2 separate regions of the Mus musculus genome follow, and region 1 is linked to region 2. The links are chromatin contacts, called in public promoter capture Hi-C maps. All regions are on one chromosome and are shown on one strand. The core of a region is the stretch at or near the end of the contact, and the rest is flanking DNA. Distances in the headings are between cores, read along the strand shown. Region 1 holds the start of Nrp1 (neuropilin 1). Region 2 holds the start of Tomm20 (translocase of outer mitochondrial membrane 20).

The links. Promoter capture Hi-C pulls out the DNA fragments that hold promoters and counts their contacts.
Region 1: a promoter capture Hi-C map of embryonic stem cells shows a contact between it and region 2, with 3 times the contacts expected there. The contact joins the promoter of Nrp1 here to the promoter of Tomm20 in region 2. A contact is called at or near these places in 2 of 39 promoter capture datasets (embryonic stem cells and hippocampal neurons) and 1 of 115 datasets of contacts at active chromatin or transcription factors (astrocytes).

The regions. Positions count from the first base shown.
Region 1 is chr8:128,356,048-128,360,557 of GRCm38.p6, forward strand. Nrp1 (neuropilin 1) reads left to right here and starts at 3,026. Exons shown (of 17, transcript NM_008737.2): 1 at 3,026-3,585. The coding sequence starts at 3,513. It overlaps A930035F09Rik (a long non-coding RNA gene), which reads right to left and starts at 2,190. Exons shown (of 3, transcript XR_879381.3): 1 at 1,334-2,190. It overlaps Mir1903 (microRNA 1903), which reads left to right and starts at 3,194; the gene lies at 3,194-3,273.
Region 2 is chr8:126,943,982-126,948,078 of GRCm38.p6, forward strand. Tomm20 (translocase of outer mitochondrial membrane 20) reads right to left here and starts at 1,940. Exons shown (of 5, transcript NM_024214.2): 1 at 1,623-1,940. The coding sequence starts at 1,743. It overlaps LOC115486982 (a long non-coding RNA gene), which reads right to left and starts at 1,616. Exons shown (of 2, transcript XR_003947623.1): 1 at 1-1,616. LOC115487043 (a small nucleolar RNA gene) reads right to left here and starts at 999; the gene lies at 866-999. Rbm34 (RNA binding motif protein 34) reads right to left here. Exons shown (of 11, transcript NM_172762.3): 11 at 3,191-4,097.

The DNA of each region.
Region 1 (4,510 bases), core at 1,776-4,275, 1.4 Mb after region 2:
GAGCTACACTGGGATCCCCATATTGTACCCTTGAGAACTAGGTGGTCCAAAGGCCTTCTGGGAGCAATGACTCTCTTATTTCTAGCAAAGTGATGTGGCTTGGTGAAAGGAGCAAGGTTTTTCCACCCAGCTAGTTCATACTGGCTGTGCTCAAACAGGCCCCAACCTCAGCAGCCCCTGAGGTGGAACTGACCATGGACAGCCTCTATCCAGCACGGTTAGGGCAGCAGATAGATAAATCACCCGAAGGTAGAAGCAGACCCTGTCTCCTAGGCAGATCTGTGATATCAAGAAGAGGGATATGTGCACGAGACCAAAATAAAATCAAACTAGGAATACTGCCAAATTCTTCCTCTGTCTCACACTTGCTCTCCTATAAAGCCACTCTGTTTCCCTGGGTGGAGAAGTACAGGTATCTAAAATGGCCTGTCTCTCTTGATGGGATCCTATGGCACAGGAAAAGGTTGTTAACCAGAACGGTTAGCAGTATACCTACGCACTAGCTGGCAATTATTTATTAGAGTGGCTTGGCTCCATTTCTCAGACCCACTGTGGAAAAGAAAAAGTGTCTAGGAAAGCCTCAGTTCTGGAAAATGAGAAACAATAGCTTTAAGTATGTTTCCCCTAAAGTACACACAGGGCATGCCTTACAACCGAGAAAAGCTATCAAGAGAACTTAGGGGCTGAGCCAGAAAACTAGGAGTCTTTCACTGGTTCCCCAAGCTTCTTGTTTCTGGGTATGGGGAACTGTCCCTTCCAGGGCGCACCAGTTGATCACTCAAGTGTCCTAAGTGTGCCCCTTATCTCACCCGACCCAGGGCAGATTGGTTAAATACAGGCTTCAGCTTCGCCTGGGCTAGCCAGGCAAAGGGGTTCCTCTTCGGAAAGAGACAAGGATCTGGATCTCCACAATTTTGGCCTGGTTTCCCTCTTATGTCGACTCGCCAAGTCCGGCGAGGCGCCTGTCCGTTGGACTCCAGGACTAGGGTGGCGCGGGGTCACCCTGAATCTAAGGCTTGCCCAACATAGTTGGAATTGGCAAGGATGCGCCCGATGCCTGGCGCAGGGAGGCGGGGACACGCGCTCCGTGTGGCACATCGCCAGGGCTGCCGCCCCCCCCCCCCCCCCCCCCCCGCCGCCGCCACTCTCGTTCCCCTAGCTTTACCCTGGGCGCGGCTATCGCCTAGACCTTGCCTGCAGAGGGCCAACGGCCTCACGACTGCCCCTTCCGCTCGACTCAGGCGTTTGACTCCCGGCCTTCTGGCACGCCCAACCAACCCACCCGGAGTTCCAAAGGGTCGGAGAACCAAAGAGGAAGCTAGGGGCGACTAACCGGGGGCGCTCCGGGGCTGGCTCTCTGCACGCAGGGTTGGCGCTGCGGTGGGGCAGGGAGGGAGAGGCTGCGTTGGAGGCGGGGCTGGTAACCAGGGCCGGAAAGAAGGCTGGACTCTGGAGCCAGTGGGTCCTGCGCGGGAGCCCAGGAGGGAGATCCGCACAACGGACAAGCCTCAATTCAGCGCCCAGCCCAGACATCCAACGCAGAGTCCTGGCCTAGGGCACCAGTGTCCTGAGCGATCTTTCTCCCTGAATGACCCTAGTTTTTCAGCCAAAACCTTTGACCAGAGTCTCCTTGCCAGCATTCCCAAATCTTTGCAACCCCTTGTACCAGGTAGGAGTCAGTCTCTGTGGTGGCAGTATGTCTATAAATGCCACTTCCCAGAAGGCGTATGACCTTTTCACCTTACCCACCAGCTCCTTCGGAGGTCATTGAGCCCGGTATATGTACTTGATCAGAAGCCTCAACCAGTTTATGTCCCTGGGTGTCCTTGCTATTCATAAACCAAAGCCACCTGCTGCAGTTCTCGGAAAGCCCTCGAGGATGGAACCGGACTACATGGGGGAGGGGAGGCACTGGGCAGACACCAGGGACGCACCTCGTAAGTGGGTGGCGTATGAGGCTGGAGGATCAGTAGACACAATTGCCTGTAATCTAAACCTGGCACTAGGAGACCCTTGCAAAGATCATCCTGTCACCCTCACAAGGGGTCGTTGCCAGTCTTATCCTTCCCTCGGTGTGCACAGAAATGGGTCCCTCGACCCCTGATTCAGATTCTTGGAGTTCTACGTGGCTGGTCTGCGACTGTTGGCGGCTGCCCCCTAGCTGAAAGGCGCGCCACCATCCATCCTCCGAGCTCATGTAACCCCAAAGAAGAGGGGACCAAATCTCGGGGAACAATGCAGCCTGAAGCGTCAGGGGTGGGGATGGGGGTATCAGGTACCCATCCTCGCCTTTATGCACGGCGAGGAGACCTTGTTCCGCTGCAGCCAGGGTCCGTGCTCTAAGAAAGTCTGCCTATGCTTTACGTGGCAGACTGGGTCACAGTTCTCTAAGATCAACAGCGTGTCTCGCAGAACAACCAAGGCGTTCTTCTTTTAGTCTAAGTCCTACTCGGAGCGTCCTGGAGCGCCCGACTGCTTCCTGCCCCAAACCTCAGGCTGACACCCAGGAAGTGAAAGCGGGGACTGACAGCGCGATCCACGCCTCCGGGGGCGCCGGTACCTAGGGATTAGGAGTTCCGTGAAGTAGCAGCTAACCCCGGTCTCTCGGAACTCCTTGACTCCAGGATCCTCGCCTACACGAGCAGCCTAGTTCAGTTCTGGGGTGCAGAGATCTCGTCAAGGTAGACTAGCCTGCCACTGGGGCTGGTACCACTTGTACTGCCCCTTCTGACACACATACGTGACCTTGCGCTCTGGGCGCAGACAACCTGCTCCCTAGTGACCTTCTTCCCGCGGAGAGCACAGCAGGGTACCCGGAGGTGGGGTGGAGGGGGGAGCCCAGAGGACCAACCGGGAAAGCACGCGGAGAGAAACTTGTGTCTCTGAATCTCCAGCCAGGCAATCACTGGCAGAGCTGTGCGGGGAGGGGGCGGGAGGAAGGGAGGGAAGGGCTCTGGGAGGGAGGGGGAGGTCGGAGAGAGAGGCGGGTGCCAGTGGAGAAAGTCCTTGCTCTCCCGCTCATCTTTTCATTGCTCTCTCTCCTTCCCGCAGACAACCCGGACCTCCTCTGGGCGCCAGCTCCTCGGCTCCAACCCGTCCAGAATCAAGCGGGATTTTTTTTTTCTTTCCCTCTAGAAATTGGCTTTGGTGTGTCGCCCGCCCTCTCCCCTCCTCCTCGCAACTCCTCCCCTCTTTTTTTTCCTCCTTCTTCTTCTTCCTGAGACATGGCCCGGGCAGTGGCTCCTGGAAGAGGAACAAGTGTGGGAAAAGGGAGAGGAAATCGGAGCTAAATGACAGGATGCAGGCGACTTGAGACACAAAAAGAAAAGCGCTTCTCGCGAATTCAGGCATTGCCTCGCCGCTAGCCTTCCCCGCCAAGACCCGCTGAGGATTTTCTGGTTCTTAGGCGGACTTAAGAGCGTTTCGGATTGTTAAGATTATCGTTTGCTGGTTTTTCGTCCGCGCAATCGTGTTCTCCTGCGGCTGCCTGGGGACTGGCTTGGCGAAGGAGGATGGAGAGGGGGCTGCCGTTGCTGTGCGCCACGCTCGCCCTTGCCCTCGCCCTGGCGGGCGCTTTCCGCAGCGGTAAGTGACAGCCGGAGACGGGAGCAACCAGAGTGCCCGGGGCTGCCGAGTCCCCTCGGGCGAAGGGGTTCCAGCCCCAGCCACGGGACTTCCAGCCCCAGCCACGGGACGCGCGCACGGCTGCCGGGCGCAGGAAACTTGCCTGCGCAAGGAACGGAGAAGTCAGGGCGTCTGGGGCAGGAGGACCACAAACCCTCGGCCCCCTGCTCCAGTTGGTTGCTGGCTTCTCCTGCCTCTGTTTCGAGACAGAGCTGCCTACCTTCCCAGATCAGCACACCAATTATCTTAATAATGTTTCCTCCCAGAGGCAATTAAATGAGACTCCCTTTCAAAAATCTGATGGCTGCTGAGAGTTAATGAACACTTCACCGGGAGGACTTCCTGGTTCTCCTCAAAACACCCCTGCTCGGTTTCCTCTGGTGGGCGACACAGAGAGATAGCGGTCAGTCTTGGCGCTGGAACTCTCCGCTGCCTTTGTAAACCGTCTGTGATCAGTCTGAAGTATGAATGAAAGTCGCACTGTCAATAAAGGCTTTGGATCTATTCAGTGTGAGGTACCAGCGTGTCTGAGAATTCGTAACCCTGTTGCAGCTTCCAGTTGGCTTTTAAAACCACTCACTGTTAAGTAAATGAAAGGCAGTCCTGGGTATAAACAGTGCCTTGGAACATAAAGAGTGTGTTTAAAATGGGATCTGGTACAAATGTGTTCCACGTCCCCTGGAAAGGTGCTGAAGGCTAGGCAAGGGCTGATCGGAACAGTAGATCTTCATCATTATTATTAACTAATAGCTAAATGTTTACTTTGTCTGGCTCAGATTTCAATCAAAGTAATTAGGAGAAAAGTGCATCTACCACTTATTGTAGTATATTGTTTTAATAAGAGCTGAGCGGAGGGCTCTACCAGGAAGAATTTAAATCACTCCTT
Region 2 (4,097 bases), core at 690-3,189:
TTGGAGACAGGGTAGCCCTGTCTGTCCTGGAACTCAATTTGTAGCCCAGGCTGGCCTCAAACTCAGAAATCTGCCTGCCTCTGCCTCCCGAGTGCTGAGATTAAAGGCGTGCACCAACACGCCCGGCTTCAAAAGTTTTAAACAACCATAATTTTCCTGAAACAACTTATTTCTTCAACCAAAACCACTTTCTCAAGATTTCCACCAAGGCTTTCCAAAGGAATCAATCAGCCTGCTTAGCTGTCTCCCAATGTGTAGACCCACAGCCCCAAGACACTGAGTAGACTTGTGGACCCAAAAGTCACACTTAACAGTCCGCATTTATGGAGCCTTCCGTAGGTCAAGTACTTATCCCACCTAACCAACAAGAGGCAGCTTGTACCACCGTACTTTACAGTTAAGGAGATTTTTAGTGAATGCTGCTGGTCAGTACGCAATCTGGTCCCCAAAACGCAGTCTATAAATCCAAGATGCATTCTTCGCATTACTCTACCTAGCCATCGGACAAAAACACACTCTCCTTATCTCCCCACGTGAAGAAAACGATGAGGCTACTTGGGGCCTACGGGCTCAAAAAGTCCTGGAAGTCCTATAATGAGTATTAAAGGATGTACGTCTAATTCATTAGTCTCCGACCATATATAACTACGAAAAATTAAAAAACTCATTTAGAAATTCGAGAGAATGGAGTAACTGACTGACTGCAGCCCCCAAGAAAGCGAAACAAAAAAGGCCAGATTATTCCAACAAATGTGCTTTCAGACTATATATTGAAAAATAAAGAGTCTCTGTAAATTCATGGGTGGATCACATGTCCATGACTTCCCAAGGCGTGCCAAGATTTCCCTCCGGTAAAACTCTTTGAAGATGTCGCAGGTATGAAATAAGACTGAGCCACGTGAGGAGCGCAGCCCTTTGGACTCCCCCGCACTTTGTCTAGCATTCACTCATATCTTGGAAGCACCAGAGCAAAGCTGCCAAGAGGGTTTAAGAATGCAAGGACGACACCCCACTGTGCTAGTGCTGGGGCAGCACCGTCGACGGGTTTGCTGAATAGAGCACCACCGCCTTCGGGGTAGGCACCCGTCTGAAAAGCTAGCAATGAGAGGCACCAAGAGTTCGAAGCCGACCTACCAACTGCAGCAGTCCCCTGTCGTAAACACACATAAAGAATGATTGTTTTCAACGGTGACTGTTATAGAGAAAGGCTCGTGCCTGTTATCACAGCACTAGGTTGAAGCGGGGGGCTGGGGAGGTGGTGGTGGTGCTGGCTGCCACGAGGTCGAGGCTAGCGCGGGTTACAGCCTGAGCTACACAGGAGGACCCTGTCTTCAACACAAGTTGAGTGGGGGGGAATGGAGCTGGGCGTGGTGAGACCTTGAAACTGGAGGATAACCACCTTAACCTGAGCTAAAGACCTGTCTCCCACCCCCCATCCCCCAGAATTACAGAGCTGGGGAAAGGCAAAAAAGTGCTACCCCTCCCCCGAATCAGCATGCATTCCACCGCCAGCAAGATGGAGCCAGGTCGCCTCCAAGATGGAGGCCCGCGGGCACAGGCGGGACCCTGGCCGCAAGAGCGCGACGCCGGGGAGCACTCGGGGGCGCGCGGGGCCCACTCACGTTCTCGAAGCCTGTTCTTGAAGTTGGGGTCACTCCGCCTTTTGCGGTCGAAGTAGATGCAGTACCCGATGAAGAGGGCACCGCACACGCCCGCGGCGATGGCGCTGTTCCGGCCCACCATCTTCGCTCGACTGGGGCGTACGCCGGGCCGCGGCAGCCCGCCTGGCAGCGGTTAGCTCCGACCGATCGGAGCACGCCGGCCGCTCGCAGCCGCCTGCCTCCAGTCCAGACGGAAAAGGCCGAGCGCGAGGACTTCCGGCGCGCGAGGACCCCGGGGGAAGGTCCGCGGCGGGCTGTCCGCGGCGGTGCCTGCGCGGGAACGCCTGGTGCGCACGCGCAGATGGACCCAGTCTGCGCGGCTGAGACGCCAAGCTGGGGGCGGGGCGTGCACTGCAGAAGGATTTGTGCGTCATCCCGTGACCAGGGGGTCAGGGGCAGCACGTGTTTGTGGCGTGCTGAGTCAGAAGCCTCTAATCCACTGTCCTTGCTAATGAAAGACGAAGGTGGGAGCCGGCTGAGAACAGCATCTCATCTCACTGTGTCCTTCAGGAAGCCTGTGACTTGAAGTGCATGCGTTTGCTTTTTAGGTTTTTGAGACGGGCTCTCCCCTTGTAGCATAGTAGGGTCTGGAACTTGCTGTGTAGTCTGCCCTGGCCTCGAACCTGCAATCCTTTTGCCTCATCCTCTGAGCTGTGGTTTTAAAGGAAGACCTGAGCCGCCTGATCTGGCAGTATTTGCTTTGTAAATTGCGTTGTGACTGAGATTAGACACAATGATTGACTGCAAAATAATTTTATGATGTAGCCCTGGTGCGGAGAAGAAAAATGGGTTAATTCGTTCAAAAAAATTTAACCTGTAAGGAATGCAGAAGGGCAAAAAAAAAAAAAAAAAAAGTCTATGGGTGGCCCTGATTTGTGCCGTCATTAAACTGCAGTCTTGTCGTTCTCTCCCTCCTCCACAACCCCCATCAAGATTCCCAACCAGCTCGTTACTAATGCTCGAACCCACCCACCACACTTGTGGCTGGCTTTTGAAGGAAAGGCAGTCTGGTACAGCAACTGCTCCCTTCACTGAGGAAACATCGAAACCTGGGACAGTGACAAGCTATGCTGCAGTCTCTGAGAATTGGGTACAGTGATAAGAGGTAGCCGATGCAAGCCTTTCCTGCACCTCTCATTGTAAGAATGCTTTTTTTTTTCATTTATGCATATGAGTGCTCTACCTGCATGTACACCTTCGTACCAGAAAAGAGCATTAGATAGCATTACAGATGGTCGTGAGCCACCGTGTGGTCGCTGGGAATTGAACTCAGCACCTCTGGAAGAATAGCCAGTGCTCTTAACTGCTGAGCCATCTCTCTAGCCCCTTTAAGGATTTTTTGAAGCTATGTTAAGGGAGAAAAAAAGTTTACAAGAAAAAAATGTTTCATACTCATGACTAATCAGTACTTAGCCAGCACTTTTATAACAAAGCCAACTTCTATCCACTCTTGACCACTTATATACATAGTCTTGTGGCTATTAAGTATTTTATCAGATAGAACGTACCAAGAAATTACACTAAGCATCTTTAGAAAATTTCCTACAAAATACATTTTTTAATGATTTACACAATCATAGTAGCACACACATTCTAAAGGAGGAATTTCAACAGTTACACAGTACCGAATTCCAAAGTATCTAGGGCCAGTGAGATGGCTGAGTGAGTCCATGCTTTGGAAGGAGAAAACTCCAGAGTTTTCTTCTGGCCTCCACATTCACATCATACACATATTAAATAAAGTTACATCTATGCATGTATATAACCTGCTCACTCACAGGAGCTGTAAGTTGTACATAGATTATATATGCACGCACAATCTAATGTTACATCTTTATATAGTTTATGCAAAAATGCTCCAGAGTGATCAGGTAAAATTGCTGAAATTTAACTGAAAAGGTTCTAAATACTGTAAGGAAAACCAACCATAAATTATCCAGTCTTGGATACAGGAAATAGAGCTTTCTCTGCTGTAAAAGCTACACACTTTTATTTATTTTTTAATATTTATTTAATGTGAGTACACGGTAGCTGACTTCAGACACACAGCAGAAGAGTGCATCGGACAGATGGTTGTGAGCCACCATGTGGTTGCTGGGAATTGAACTCAGGACCTCTAGAAGAACAGTCAGTGCTCTTAACCACTGAGCCATCTCTCCAGCCCCACACTTTTATTTTTTACTTGTATATATGTGTGTGTAGGTTATGTTAGTGAAAAAGTGCACAAAGTCTGGGGAGACTAGAGGAGTTGGACCTAGGAGCTCAAGTTACAGACAGTTGTGAACTGCTTGACGTGGGTACTAGGAATTGAACTTAGGTACTCTGAAGAGCAGTGCATGCTCTTAACCAAGAAACCAACTCTCCAGCCTCTAGAGCTATGGGGTTTGTTTGTTTTTTGTTTAAGATTTATTTATGTGTAAGTACACTGTAGTTGTA